Regions from separate parts of the Mus musculus genome. Here region 1 is linked to region 2. A link is a contact called in public Hi-C data. All regions are on one chromosome and are shown on one strand. Each heading gives the region's core, a stretch centred on a gene start, on an enhancer-like site or on the middle of the called end of the contact. The rest is flanking DNA. Distances are from core to core; before and after follow the strand shown. Region 1 has its middle 58 kb from the start of Gm25362. Region 2 overlaps Myl4 (myosin, light polypeptide 4).

What was found. A called contact is a pair of places that touch in the nucleus more often than the background predicts.
Region 1: a Hi-C map of the N1E-115 cell line shows a contact between it and region 2, with 3 times the contacts expected there. The contact joins two enhancer-like sites. A contact is called at or near these places in 6 of 39 promoter capture datasets (the C10 cell line, the HPC-7 cell line, the SN4741 cell line and 3 more), 3 of 15 datasets of contacts at CTCF or cohesin (the NIH/3T3 cell line, large pre-B cells and pro-B cells), 8 of 484 Hi-C or Micro-C datasets (the G1E-ER4 cell line, the HL-1 cell line, the N1E-115 cell line and 5 more), 5 of 115 datasets of contacts at active chromatin or transcription factors (T-cell acute lymphoblastic leukemia, embryonic forebrain, embryonic stem cells and 2 more) and 1 of 9 other capture datasets (embryonic stem cells).

The regions. Positions count from the first base shown.
Region 1 is chr11:105,019,975-105,026,457 of GRCm38.p6, reverse strand. It overlaps a transcript of Efcab3 not described here. Among named protein-coding and RNA genes, the nearest start is that of Gm25362, 58 kb to the left of the region's middle. Within about 2 kb of position 5,212, at least 4 of the 459 cell types and tissues checked have an H3K27ac peak or open chromatin away from gene starts, as enhancers often do. A contact at or near this core is called in the N1E-115 cell line, where this site is marked.
Region 2 is chr11:104,585,625-104,592,670 of GRCm38.p6, reverse strand. It overlaps Myl4 (myosin, light polypeptide 4), which reads right to left. Exons shown (of 7, transcript NM_001355755.1): 6 at 6,900-6,944; 7 at 5,456-5,586. The coding sequence ends at 6,916. Among named protein-coding and RNA genes, the nearest start is that of Myl4, 12 kb to the right of the region's middle. Within about 2 kb of position 2,365, at least 18 of the 459 cell types and tissues checked have an H3K27ac peak or open chromatin away from gene starts, as enhancers often do. A contact at or near this core is called in the N1E-115 cell line, where this site is marked.

The DNA of each region.
Region 1 (6,483 bases), core at 3,963-6,462, 430 kb before region 2:
CCCATTCCAGAAAGAGAGACAGAGACACAAATAGACAGATGGACAGGTAAGGGAAGAACATTGGCAACCACAAAGTGAGGGTTGGGGCAACTGAGAAGGGATGGACCAAGGGCAAAATGAGCCAGCAGTATACAGGTCCCCGGGTAGGGTGGGGAGGGGCACTGAAGCCTCATCTGAAGATGGCTGGCCCTGGCTAACAGAGGCTAACAGGCATACCCACAGAACAAGCTCACAGCTTTCACAAGCCTTGAATCTGTTTGAGACTTTAGTGAGACAGCAGCTTCTCTGGCCTGATAGGCCAGTAGTGATGTAGAGGCTCATTTGGTCAGTCTTACGTCTCAGAGGGACTGTAGCCCAGCACCACCTTGAGACTTATTGCTTAAGACTGAGCCTTCCTGGGGTCTTGAAACATGGAAGTGTCTCAAGCCTACAGTAAGTAAGGTGAGGCAGGGCCTCAGGAGGTAGTAGTGGAGACGGAGAGGGCCAGATGATGACAAGCAGAAAAGTTCAGGTAGCAGGAGGCTCGGCTTGGGTAGTGGTGTGTGTGGTGGATGGCAGTCCTGCCTTCTGTGGTAGAAGCTGACCCTGTAGCCAGGAGATAACTATGGAGTCAGCCCCTAGCCTTATGTCAGTAAGAGTGGATCAGTCTCTAGAGCCACCTTTATAATGTGTGGTTCAGTGTGTTGGGGTCTGAACTCTGTCGCTTCAGCTGCTTGCTTGACATCTGCAGTTGTGGCTCTCTAACCAGGGGTATTTAATGTTCGGCAGGTCCATTTGTACAGATCTCAGTACCATGCCTATTTCTCCAAACTAATGCTCTCAGAAGGTAACCCCCTCCTTACTCAGAACACTAGTCACTCCAGGACACACTGGAGGGTCTGACAAGGCTTTAGGAACTACACAGCTAAAGGGGTAAAGCAGAGGCCTTGGGAAAGAGGCCGTTAGAGTGAAGAGAAGCTCTTTTGGATACTGGCACTTGTCACGTGTGTAGTACTGATATAGGAGGAACTGGAGCTGACGGACGAATGGTAGAACAGATCTACTACACTTGTTTAGGAAATACCAATGCACACAAAGTAGAACTTAGCTAAGGGGGTTCTCAGGGAGTATGTAGCATACTGACCAGGCTTATTAAAAACCATAGGAAAATGTATACCTCTAACACGATAAAAGTTTATGTTGCTGGGAAAATATTTCTGGTGAGGTTTGCTCACTAAGATTGCCATCAGTTAGGCTTTCTCCAGTAACTAAAAGTCATAAAAGGAACGAATGATTTATTGTAGGTGTGAGGACAGAAGATACTATATTGACGGGCAAAGGCACCTGCTGCATGAGACAGATGATCTGTCTTCAGTTTCCAGGATCCATGTAACAAAGTCAGGTGCAGTGGTGTGCATCATAGTCCCAGAACTCCCTCCCGAAGGACGATGGGAAAGGAGATCTCTCTCCCCCTCCCTCCTTCCCTCTTTCTCCCCCCTCCTTCCCTCTCTCTCTCTCCCTCTCTTTCTCCCTTTTCTTCTCCCTCCCTCCCTCTCTCTCTCCCTCCCTCTCTCTTTCTCTCTCTGTCTCTCTGTCTCTCTCACACACACACACAGATACACACAGACATATATACACATACAATAAAACATCCATGTTATTAATAATTGGGATGAATAAGGCTTTAGTGTTATTTCTAGAACACTGGGATATGCAGCACACACGCACACACACACATACACACACACACACACACACACACACACACACACACACACACACAGAGTCTTAACTTTAAATCATTACTTCTCACCAGAAAACAAATAGGCTGCATTTGACAAGGAGTTCAGTGAAAACCTTCCAATATCTGAAACACAAAGCATAAGTCAGACACAGACCACACTTTTCTTGTTTGCCTATGAGATTCTTCTAAGTTGTCATTATAGTCACAGGGGGCATTGGCTGTCTCTGAATTGTTTCCTTCCATCCAATCATAGAATTTTAAAGAAGGTGAATTAACATGCTGAATTAGATATCCTTCTATATGGTTATTTTGACCTAATGATTATTTTGTTATTTGTCTTCTTTTGGTGACAAATAAACTTTTCTAGGGCACAAATCCCTGACTTTCTACTTCTAACCCATCTGACCTTCTTCTTATATTTGCTGAATGAAAACACGATGCCTTTTACTGTGTGTTATATGTGAAACAATCCCAGACCCCCCTTTTCTTCTCACCTGTCAGAATCTGACCTTTACTGCCAGCTACCACAGTACCGTCTATAGTTTCCCTATGATAGTCAGTGTAAGTTTAGCAGTACCTCTATCAGTGTTCTGTCACTACTGAGATTAATAGAATATATATACTATTAATATATAACATAATAATTATATTAATCTATTATCTATCTATCTATCTATCTATCTATCTATCTATCTATCTATCTATCTATCTATCTATCTATCTTTCATTTATATTTTGAGACAGAGACTCACTATGTAATCCTGGCTGGCTTCAAAGGCACAGAGATCTGCCTGCTTCCACTCCTACCTCCCATCCTCCAAGCTGGGATTAAAGGTATGTACTATCACACTTGGCAAAAGCTCTATTTTTGCCCTGGAGGGTTATAACTTCATGAGTATTTCTTTCTTCCTAAGTATACTTAAGTGAGAATACCCCTAGAGAGACTACAAGCAGAGCTCTGTGATTCTTCTTATAGGAAGTCATAGTATTAAATGAAATACCATCAGTTTTCAAGTAGTTCTGCAGTTCTTTCATGTCTTTTTCATCAACATTGTAGTTAATGTTTTCCATGATGGTTTCTAGTTTATTTGTAAAACCTTTTCCTCCTTAAGAAAGGAAGAGATGAAATAAGAAAAAAATGTAAAAGTATGCTTCAATGTTTAAAATTCTACTTAATTCTAGGGACTGGGTCATAAAGGAGAAAATAAATCAAAACTGAATGTTTAAAGAAAGAATAAAAGCAAGTGCAGGGGATGGGTGGAGGGTAGGAAAGAATCAGCCCATATACATGTCAGAAGACATGCTGCCAACATTTTTAGTAGAGCCCTGGAGTAACGGGAGTGACCAAGGCTTGCTAGTTGGTCTTTATTTATTCATAGTAGAGATGTCAGAGGCAACTATAATAACTATGGCCACCAGGTTTGAAGCCTGTCAGATTATCTCCATAAATTTAAAATAAAAGACATAAAGAGGGATAAAAAGACTGATAAACTACAGAATATAACACTACAGATGAGAAACATTTCCACATTCAAGTTGTGAGATCAAGGCAAGCAGATCAGTTCAGTTTGGGTGGGAAATGGCCATAATAGAACTATCCCCTGGAGTTTCAGTGTGAGACAGAGAAGTGCTGTGAAACAACCCTCAACGGAAACAAGCTACTGTTACCATTAGGTAATAAGTAGACTTTCCAGAAAGAAACAAACTTGAAGGCTTGTTTCACTTGACATTGCATTTGTTACTCACTGTGAAAAGTTTTTAAACTATCCAACAATCGGTTCCGATACACTTTATTATCAGCTGTAATAGAAGACATAATGTGTCACAGACCACGCAGTACTGGCACCCATAACATGACTGTGGACTACCACCATGAAGGCAGTAACCTTATAGATGTGGCATATTTAGTCTATTATCTATACAGCTTTCTTCAACTTGACTTTATCAATAATGTGAAGAATTGGATGTTCTAAATGTCTCATTTTGCTAGGCTAATACTGATTTAACATGTTCCCATCTGTCTTGCCTTCTCTCCCCTCTTTAATTTCTTTGTGCTTTAGGGTTATCAGACATTACAGAAGTAATGTCTCAACTCAAAAACTTGTAATCATATCTTGATTCATGAATTAATTTCTTTCTTAAGAATTCTCAAATTCAGTCCCAATAGAGTAAGCCCCTATGTAAAATAGTTTCCATGGACGAAAAGACTTGTGACTTTTTTTTTTTAAAGATTTGTGACTTTAATCTTATCACTTAAGATGTCCTCAATATGTTCATGTGTAATGTATATTCAAGGACTCCCAGCTAGCCTCCATAACGCACATGCTCAAGCCCCCACCCCCGCCCCCAGAAGCTGCGGTTGAATCAGGAATGCTCACAGGTAATGGGCAGAGTCTTCATCAGCTCCCAGCGCTCCTTAGGTGTGAGCTCTACCCCTATGGTTTTCAAAACTTGATCTATTTGATCAACATCCACTTTGTTTCCTTTGAAATAAATAGAAATGAGAGCAAAATGATTAGAAACTGTGTCATCTAAGTTTACCTGAAGGGTTGGATGATCAAAAGTCTAAGTCAAGAGTCTAAGAGGATATAAAAAAAAGACATAAATTGCTCAATTCTAGACAGAAAAATAATTTGTAAGTTCTAGTGAAATGCCTAAGTGACATCATTTTGTTCTAACCCCATTTTGTGTTTGCCTGGACAGTTCTCAGCTCCCTACCCACCTCTCCAATGCTCATGTCTGCCTCAGAAACACATTTGAGATTTCCAAGGCCTTGACCATGGTCCCAATGTATTAACCAAAATAATTTAAAAAAAAACTAAAATAACTAGAAAAAAATATAAGTGAAAAATAATTTACATGTTTGGTCTGACATATTACTATGCTCTGCCAGGGACGAATATTTTAAGGTTACTCTGACCTCATTTAACTTTGATATAAACTATGGTCTTTGTGGTTTTTGCCATTAGAAACCTGCATCCCTGACTCAGCTACAAGAGACTTTTCAGAGGCACAAGCCCACTTTTGGTTGGGCCATCCAAAATAAAAAACACAAAAGCAAAACTTAGAATTGGCTCTATCAATGGGGTTGTCAGTATCTCTGGTGGATCATGACATTCACTTCACTGAGCAACAGTATAGATCAATATTCTGACATGGAGGTCATAGGTCAATATGGCTATGTATAAATGACTAAATACATATTTTTATAGATAAACTGCCAATTTAAATGTTTTGCTTACTCGTTGGTAGCTAGATATGCAAATACAATGCATTCAGAACACATCGTACCTTGATTTCCAAGTCAGATCCCCCACATACCCTGCCCAAATTTATGTTGTTTCCTTCTGTTTGTTGTTGTCATCGTCTTGTTGTCTGTTTTAATAACCCCGTGTTGGATTACTGCTGCCCACATACATATGTATGCAGAGCGCCCTCTACTGGAGCATGAGCAAAGACCACATCACTTGAAGGGAATTGACTCTCCCTCTCAACAATTGGCTAACAACTGCCAATAGCTCTTCAGCTAGGGGGTGGGCCCTCACGAGCCCCACCCCTCTGCACGCAACCCGTTTCCTATTTTTACACTATATGACATGATAAGGAAGGTGATCTATTCCTAAAATGGTTAGATTTTTAGGGTAAAATAGAATAAAAAGATTTAATCCTAAAAATAAGACTAGGCCATTATTTTTCTAGTGATCATGGTTACCTGGGTTTATTTTGGCCGTGTGAACAATGCAACTAATTTAAATCGTTGAGAAAGAAAACACAGGGAAACCCAGGATACTACAACAATAGAAAAATGTAACAGTTTTGCCAAAAATTAATTTGGACTGCTGGATAGAATGTTTTGATTTTTTATTACTATTTACTATTCATTTATTTATTCATGTATTTATCATGTTGTGGGCATCCTCGTGGAAGTCAGAAGACAATTTACAGGAGTAAGTTCTTTCCAGTATATAGGGAACTACCAAGTGTCTCTACCTATTGAGCCATCTCACAGAGATGCATAAAATATATTGTTGTTATATCAGTAAGACTAACAAATTAATAAATTTGTACTAAACAAAGCCCCCATAACGAGGCTTGGATATTGAAAAGTGTGACGTGTAAGCTTCATTGTGACTGAAAGTCGTTTTTGCTCTGTGGCCTTTCACTGACCTGTGAGCAACTCCACATTCTCCATCATCTCCCTCATGTTGACCATCTCATCTGCAAAGACAAAATGCATATAAGACCCAGGCATGGTGACTCGCACCCAGAAACACAAGGCCTTACAGTGTGAGGTAAAACATCGAAATTCAAAGGTTCACCCTGATTTGTTCTGCTAATACACTAATCTTCTTTCCCAGATGAACACGGACTTGAAAACTGACGGTCTGAATGTGATAAACAAATACAGTGCAGGAGGAAAAATTGCAGGATGTACCATGTCTATGTGCACCGGTGCTAGGAAATTTAAAAAAGCGTTGTTTATCTTTCACTTGGCTCATTCCACTTTAGAGTCCAAGAGCAATCTGTTTGATCACCTTAGTATAACAGATTTAAAAAAGCAGTATTGTGTGCCCAGAGGTTGTGGTGTACACCTTTAATCCCAGTACTTAGGAGGCAGAGGCAGGCAGATCTCCGAGTTTGAGGCCAACCTGGTCTAAAGAGCAAGTACCAGACCAGCCAGGGCTACACAGAGAAACCCTGTCTCAGGAAAACCAAACCCAGCTATATTGTAGCTAACCATCTGTCTGCATAGAGTAGGA
Region 2 (7,046 bases), core at 1,116-3,615:
CCCCCAAGGAAGGGCAAGGGTCAGGGGTCAGGGGTCAGGGACCAGGGGATGGAAATAAAACACACGTTCTGGGAAAAATGAGAAGAACTGTTGTCAAGTTCATGGTGGCCTGGGAGGAAGACTGGCCTGGCCAGATGCAATGTCAAAACATCCAGTGAGAAGATAAACAGAATCCCACAAAGGCTCCAAACAGCACTTCTTGACCTTGTATGGATCTCTGACCCCTCCCCCCGCCCCCCCGGAAAATATGATAGCAAAGCACAAAGCCTGTTCTTGGAAAAAGGAGTACACAGAGGCCTGCGAGAGTCTTTTATGGTTAAGAATTCCTGTTTCTGCGCACAAGGAATGAGTGGTACTCGGCAGGGAAATTCTAGCTATGTAGTTTGCAAACAATTAAATAAGGAAACAGGTGAGACTGACGGGGCTGAAGGAAGAGTTCCACAGCATTTTCTCATACGTCAGGACGGGGAAAGCTAAGTGCTCTCCTTACAGACCTCAAGTTATGACAAGGAGCTGGCAAAGAAAACCTTAGAACACCTGAGTTCAAAGTGGGATTGAAACACAATCTTAAAGTCTGGGGGTTAGCTCGGGTAGTAAAGAGCCTGCCACACAAGGGTAAGGATCTGAATTCGGATCCTCAGACCCCACATAAAAATTGGCATAGGCTGGTCAATGCCTGTAACCACAGGACTGGGGTGGGGGAAGAGGAGCAGATACAGAAACAAGTAGATTCCTGAAGCTCGTTGGGCAGCCAGCCTTGTCAAATAAATGAGCTTCCAGTTCCCTGAGAGACCCTGTCTCCAAATAAATAGAGGGAGAGGGAGGCGTGGGGGTGGGGGTGGGGCACAACTGGCATCTACCTGTGGTCTCTGTATCCATGTGCACACACATGTGCGCCTGCGCACACACACACACCAGACACACACAGACCTACAGAAAAAACTACAAACACCACATTCATCAACCAATAAATATAGAAAGATAGACGGACAGATTCAATGTTAAAAAGTGGCAAACAGCCAGGCGTGGTGGTACACACTTTTAATCCCAGCACTCGGGAGGCAGAGGCAGGCGGATTTCTGAGTTTGAGGTCAGCCTGGTCTGCAAAGTGAGTTCCAGGACAGCCAGGGCTATACAGAGAAACCCTGTCTTGAAAAAAAAAAAAAAAGAAAAGAAAAGAAAAGAAATCTACTCATGTGCATTATTTCGAGTGAGTTCTCTCTCACCACTTCAGGTTCAAAGCCCATATACACAAGATTCTTTCTATCCAACATAAGGCTGTGGAGCTGAGTTCAGATCCCAGCATCCATATACAAAAGCACCTCCAGCAGCTACCTCTGTGTCCTAGTGAGGAGTAGTGTGGCTGTGATGAAGCACTATGACCAACCGTAAGCTGGGAAGGAAAGTGTCTATGTGGCTCACACTTCCACGTCCTAGTCCATCACCGAAGGAAGTGAGGAACTCAGAGAGGGCAGGGACCTGGAGGCAGGAGCTGATGCAGAAACCATGGAGGGATGCTGCTTACTGGCTTGTTTGTGCATCCTTGCTTGTTCAGCTGCTTTCTTATAGAACCCAGGACCCAGCCCAGAACAGCACCACCCACAATGGGCTGGGCCCATCAATCTCTAATTAAGGAAATGTCCTATAGGCTTGCTCAGTCTTATGGAGACATTTTCTCAGTTGAGGCTCCCTTCTCTCTGATGATGCCAGCGTGTATCAAGTTGACGTAAAACTAGCCAGCATCGTCTGTAATCCCTCTATAGAGGGAGAGAGAAGTGGGTCCCTAGAGCTCACTCTCCAGCTGGTTGTACCAAATCAGTGAACTCCAGGTTCAGTGAGACATCTAGTCTCAATGAATGAATGAATGAATGAATGAAGTAGAAGGCAAGCAAGAAAGCTCATCAGTGAAGAGTGTCCTCTGCTCTTCCACAGGACCTGAGTTCAGTTTCCTGCATCCATATCAGACAGCTCACAACTAAACACAGACACACACACCATACACACAATTAATTAACTAAGCATAAGAAAAAAGTTTTAAACATGACGCAGTCTGCCTTTTTACCTTACAAGCTATGGAACCAAGACAAAGTGGGAACATGATTTAGGAGCCAAACTGGGTCATGCCAGGAATTCATATTTCCACAACAATGTCCTCTCTGTGACCTGCATTGCCAAACGTTGTGATGAAGCTTGCAGGCTAACTAACGGCTGTGCTTCCTTTTAAAATAAACAAGCTCTGCGTTTGTCTAAAGGCTCAAAGATAAGCTAAGTGACTCCTGGAGTTTCTTCCAGCCCAGGCTAAGCACCTCAGACACACACTCGGGCTTCCTGCTGGAAGCACACTGTTGCAATTCCGCCATCTACTGGTAAGAACTGAACATGGCACCCTAGCCATCACCAACATACATTACCTTAAATGACCCAGTAACCAGGGTTTTTGCAGGACGCCAAGCACATGGTGGCACTGTGCTGCTAAACACTGCCTTCGGGTGATTACACGACCCTAGAAATCTAAAAGGTCTCTAGCTCTGACATCTTCAGCTGTCTCAACCCAGTGGCTCTGTTACGGAGAACAAGCTGAGAGTTCTGTTTAAGGGGTGTGTTCATCTATAACAGTGGGGAAAGCATCAGGGAAGGGGCAAGTCTGAGTCGTATCTCAAAGGGTTAGAATAATTTTAATGTTGCTGCCCTACTGATCAGTCAGGCAAGATGCACCCCCACCACAATGGTAGCAAATCGGAGACTGGCTCCACAAGAACAAAAATCACATCTGATACTGTAAAACTGGCCAAAACTGGCTGGGAGATCAGAGCCCTTAGTGAGGAAGGGGCAGCTCTTGTTGTGCTAAGTGGATGTGATATGCTTCTCCTGGCTTTCTCTGCTATTACACAAGCCAGTATTCTGTGCCTAGGGAATGGTACCACTCTCAGTGGCTGGGTCATCACACCTCAATTAATATAATCAAGATAATCCCTCATACACAGACAAGCCCACAGGCCAACCTAATTACATAATTCCCCATTGAGACTACCTTCTCCTGTGATTCTAGATTGTGTCAAGTTGACAATTACCACCAACTCAAAAATATTTGGGCATTTTTGTTGTTGATGATAATGGTGGTGGTGGTGATGATGATGATGGGAACTGAGCCATAGATGGTAGACAAGAGCTGACCAATGAGCTATGTTCCCAGCCATTACTATCACTATTATATCTGAATGTTCTTGAATGGGGACTATAGTTCCCACCTCCTGGGCTGCTGGAAATGGCTGTTATCTTCTCAGCACAGGGACAGTCACACAGTAAGAGTTCAGGACATTGATTGTGGGTTGTTTTGTTTGTTTGTTTGTTTGTTTGTTTATCGCTCTGAAATTTGCATTTGTCCTCAAAGGTGCCAATTTCATGGTCACATCATCTCTAATGACCACTTTCCTCAAATCCTTCCCACAGGTAGCAGAGACTGTGGGCCGGATCAGGAACTCGGTACTGAGTTGGGGAAGAAGGCAGGGGCGTCCTTGGGAGGGGGAATTCTCCAAGCCAGGTTCTGTTCACAGCCTCCGAGTCATTCCCTCTGATAAGGGGACTTTCCAGAAAGCTGCACTTCCGACCTGGAGCAGACTGCTCCATGGAACCCTGAACGGAGGTGGCTGAGACGGGCCTTTAGGGTCTTCCTCACAGCAACTGCCCTGTGTCCCATCACTTCCCATCAACCCATAGCAGGGCCAGAGCCTTCCTTAAGTCATCCCCATTGAGGTAAAAGGACAGGAATCTCTTCCATCTTCATGACGGTCCCCAACACAACAAAGGAAACATACTGACCATGGCAGTTCCCACAGAGTAGGAAAAGCTCCAGAGCCTTTTCATCAGTGGACAAGATGGCCAAGAAGCACCAAGCACCTCAGCTCATCAGAACAGCTCCCACATGGGGAGACAGTATACAAGGGACTTCAGTGCCTGAGGGTGTGTGCAGGATAGCAATGACACCAGCCCTGGACCTCAGTGGAAGGAGACCAGTGAATGCACTTCCGTTTTTGTTTGAGTGTGGTTTGGCTGGTGGGTTGGCTATTGTTTTGCTGTTGTTGTTTTGTTAGAGGTTTTATAGATGTATCTAATTTTTCCCCTTTGATTTTGTTTATGAAACAAGATCTTTCTATGTAGCCCTGGCTATTCTGGAACTCACTACGTAGTGAGTCTGGTCTGTTTTTCAGGTACCAGGGGCACCATGCTCAGAGGAAGCACCTCATGTGCCCACATCAAGAAACCAGGACCAAAAGCAAAAAATAAAAAATAAAAATAAAAACCATGCTCCCATGCTCTATTGGGACAACACGGTGGCGTGTTCCTCAGCTATAAAAGGTTGGCAATTTAGACACAAACTACAACATGGATGACACGGGATGGATAGGACAATCGCTGCATGAGCTCATTTATCTAGAGTAGTCAAAGTCACATACACAAAACACAGAGTGCTGATTGACTGGGGTGTGGGTGGCACCAATAAGTACTTCCCGGGAAAGGACCCAGAGCCCATTGCATGCTGGGCAAGTGCTCTACCATTGAGAGACATCTCCACTTCATGTAAATAGTCTTTCTTTTCCCCCTTTTAAGATGGTGCGTGTGCGTGTACGTGTGCGTGTGCGTGTGTGTGTGTGTGTGTGTGTAACATGTGCATGAAGGTGTCCTCAGAGGCCAAGATGGCGTTGGACTCCCTGAAGCTAGAGATACAAGTGCATATGAACCCCTGGACATGGGTGCTGGGAGCCAAATTCAGGGTCCTCTGTAAGAGTAGCAAGCACTCTTGACCCATGAGTCATCTCTCCAGCTCTACAATGTGACTGTCCTTAACACTGTTGATTGTAAAATTGCTTATTGCGCTAAAGTCTGTATTCTAGGTGTTTTAAAGTGCTGGGGACCTAACATAGACTAAGCAAGTGTGGAGCTAACACGGAGCTAATTTTTTTTTTAAAGCAGGATCTCTTGTAGCCAAAGCTGGCCTCAAAATCACTATGTAGCTAAAGATGATCGGACCTGCCTTCACCTCTCCACCACTGGGATCACAGCTGTGTGTTTCCAGGTCTGGAGCTATTTCCAGGAGGGGAAAGGAGAGGAAGAAGCAGAGACTGGGTGAGGGACCCTGACAGCCCCAGGGGGTCACTTCCCACTTCCTACCTCCTGAGGGGCGGGGAGGGTAGAAAAGAAACTTTGTGGTCCTTACTTCTGCCTGCCCTTCAAAGGCCTCTCCCTCATGTGTCTGACGCCTCTACTTCTAGATGAATCCTCGGCCTTTTGGCTTTGTCTCCACGATCCAAATCGTTTCTCAAGAATACAAGGCCTCAGGTGACATTATCTCACACACACACACACACACACACACACACACACACACACACAAATTAACTCCATTAATTAATGTTTAAAAAAACAAAACAAAACAAAAAACAAATCAACGGAGGGATTAATGAAACTCCAAGCTGGGGCTCTTTATTTCCAGGGAAGGTTGTGGGTCAGAGAAGCCATGTGAGTCCAATACTCCGTAACAGTAACAGCCGCTGTGGATCTCTTGCTTTCTCACGCAGGGCCAAGCACCTGAAAGACAGTGCCAGGTGAAGAGAGTGTGCAGCTCCCACATCCCACGCCCTCATCAGAGCCCTATCACTGCGAGGGCGCTACACCAAGGGGCTGAAGGAAAGAGGCATAAGTCAGGGGCTTCACCCTGGAGTGGGCTTTGCCTCACCCAGAGCCTGTGCTGTGCCCAGGCCCGAAAGACCTAGGGAGAGACAACAGGGTCTAAGAGTAAAGGTCAAAACAGGACATGGCCCGATAGTTGTTGTTGTTATTGTCTGTTTGTTTGGGGGTTTTGGTTTTGGTTTTTGGTTTTTGTTTTCCTCTGGAGCTGAAGTTAGAGACAATAGTGAACTCCTATGTGAGTTGTGGCAATGAAACCTGAGTCCTCTGGAAGAGCAGCAAGTGCTCTTAACAGATGAGCCATCTCTCCAGCCCCCATAAGGAGAGGGGATTTTTTTTTAAGATTTATTTATTTATTATATGTAAGTACACTGTAGCTGTCTTCAGATGTGCCAGAAGAGGGCATCAGATCTCATTACAGGTGGTTGTCAGCCACCATGTGGTTGCTGGGATTTGAACTCAGGACCTTCAGAAGAGCAGTCAGTGCTCTTAACCTCTGAGCCATCTCTCCAGCCCGGTTTTGGTTTTTTTTAATGCCAGCTTGAGTTATCTGAGAAAAGGAACCTCAGCTGAGAAAATGCCTCTATCAGATCAGGCAAATCTGTAGGATTTTGTTTTGTTTTTTGTTTTGTTTTGTTGATTAATGATTGATGTGGGAAGGTCCAGTCCACTTGAGGGAGTGCACTGTCTTTCAGGTGCTTGGCCCTGTGTGAGAAAGCGAGAGATCCACCGCGGTTCTTAGGAGTATTGGACTCACACGGCTTCTCAATTGTGAGACACCCCTCAATTGTGTAAGAAGCAGGCTGAGAAAGCCACGAGGAGCACAAGGAGCAAGCCAGTTCACAGTGCCCCTCTGTGACCTCTGTCTCAGTTCCTGCCTCCAGCTTCCTGCACTGAGTTCCTGCCCTGGCTTCCCACAGCCCTGATGGGACCTGGGACCTGAGAGCTGTAAGCCGAATAAACCCTGCCCTTCCTAGGTTACCTTTCGGTCATGGTGTTTATCACAGCAATAGAAACCTTACCTCAGAGAAGGCAGAAGACAGGGGGCAAGAGGTTATAGAGTTAAGGAGAGAGGGCTGGAGCCCCCACCCCCCACCCAAGCCCCAGGCTGCCCTCCTATCTTAGCCCCACATCCCAGGCACAAGACTTCCAGGCCACATGGTACTGTCTGCCCATGAGCCCCAGAAGGACCTTGAGGAAGAAGTAGAACTCACCCTGGAGAAACGTGCTTTACCCAGACATGATGTGCTTGACAAAGGCTAGGAAAAGAGAAGGAGAATCAGCCACAGCGCCCCCTGGAGCTCTGCCCTCCTCTCCACTCCTTAAACTTCTGTCCCCATACTTTCAACCTTGCCACACCC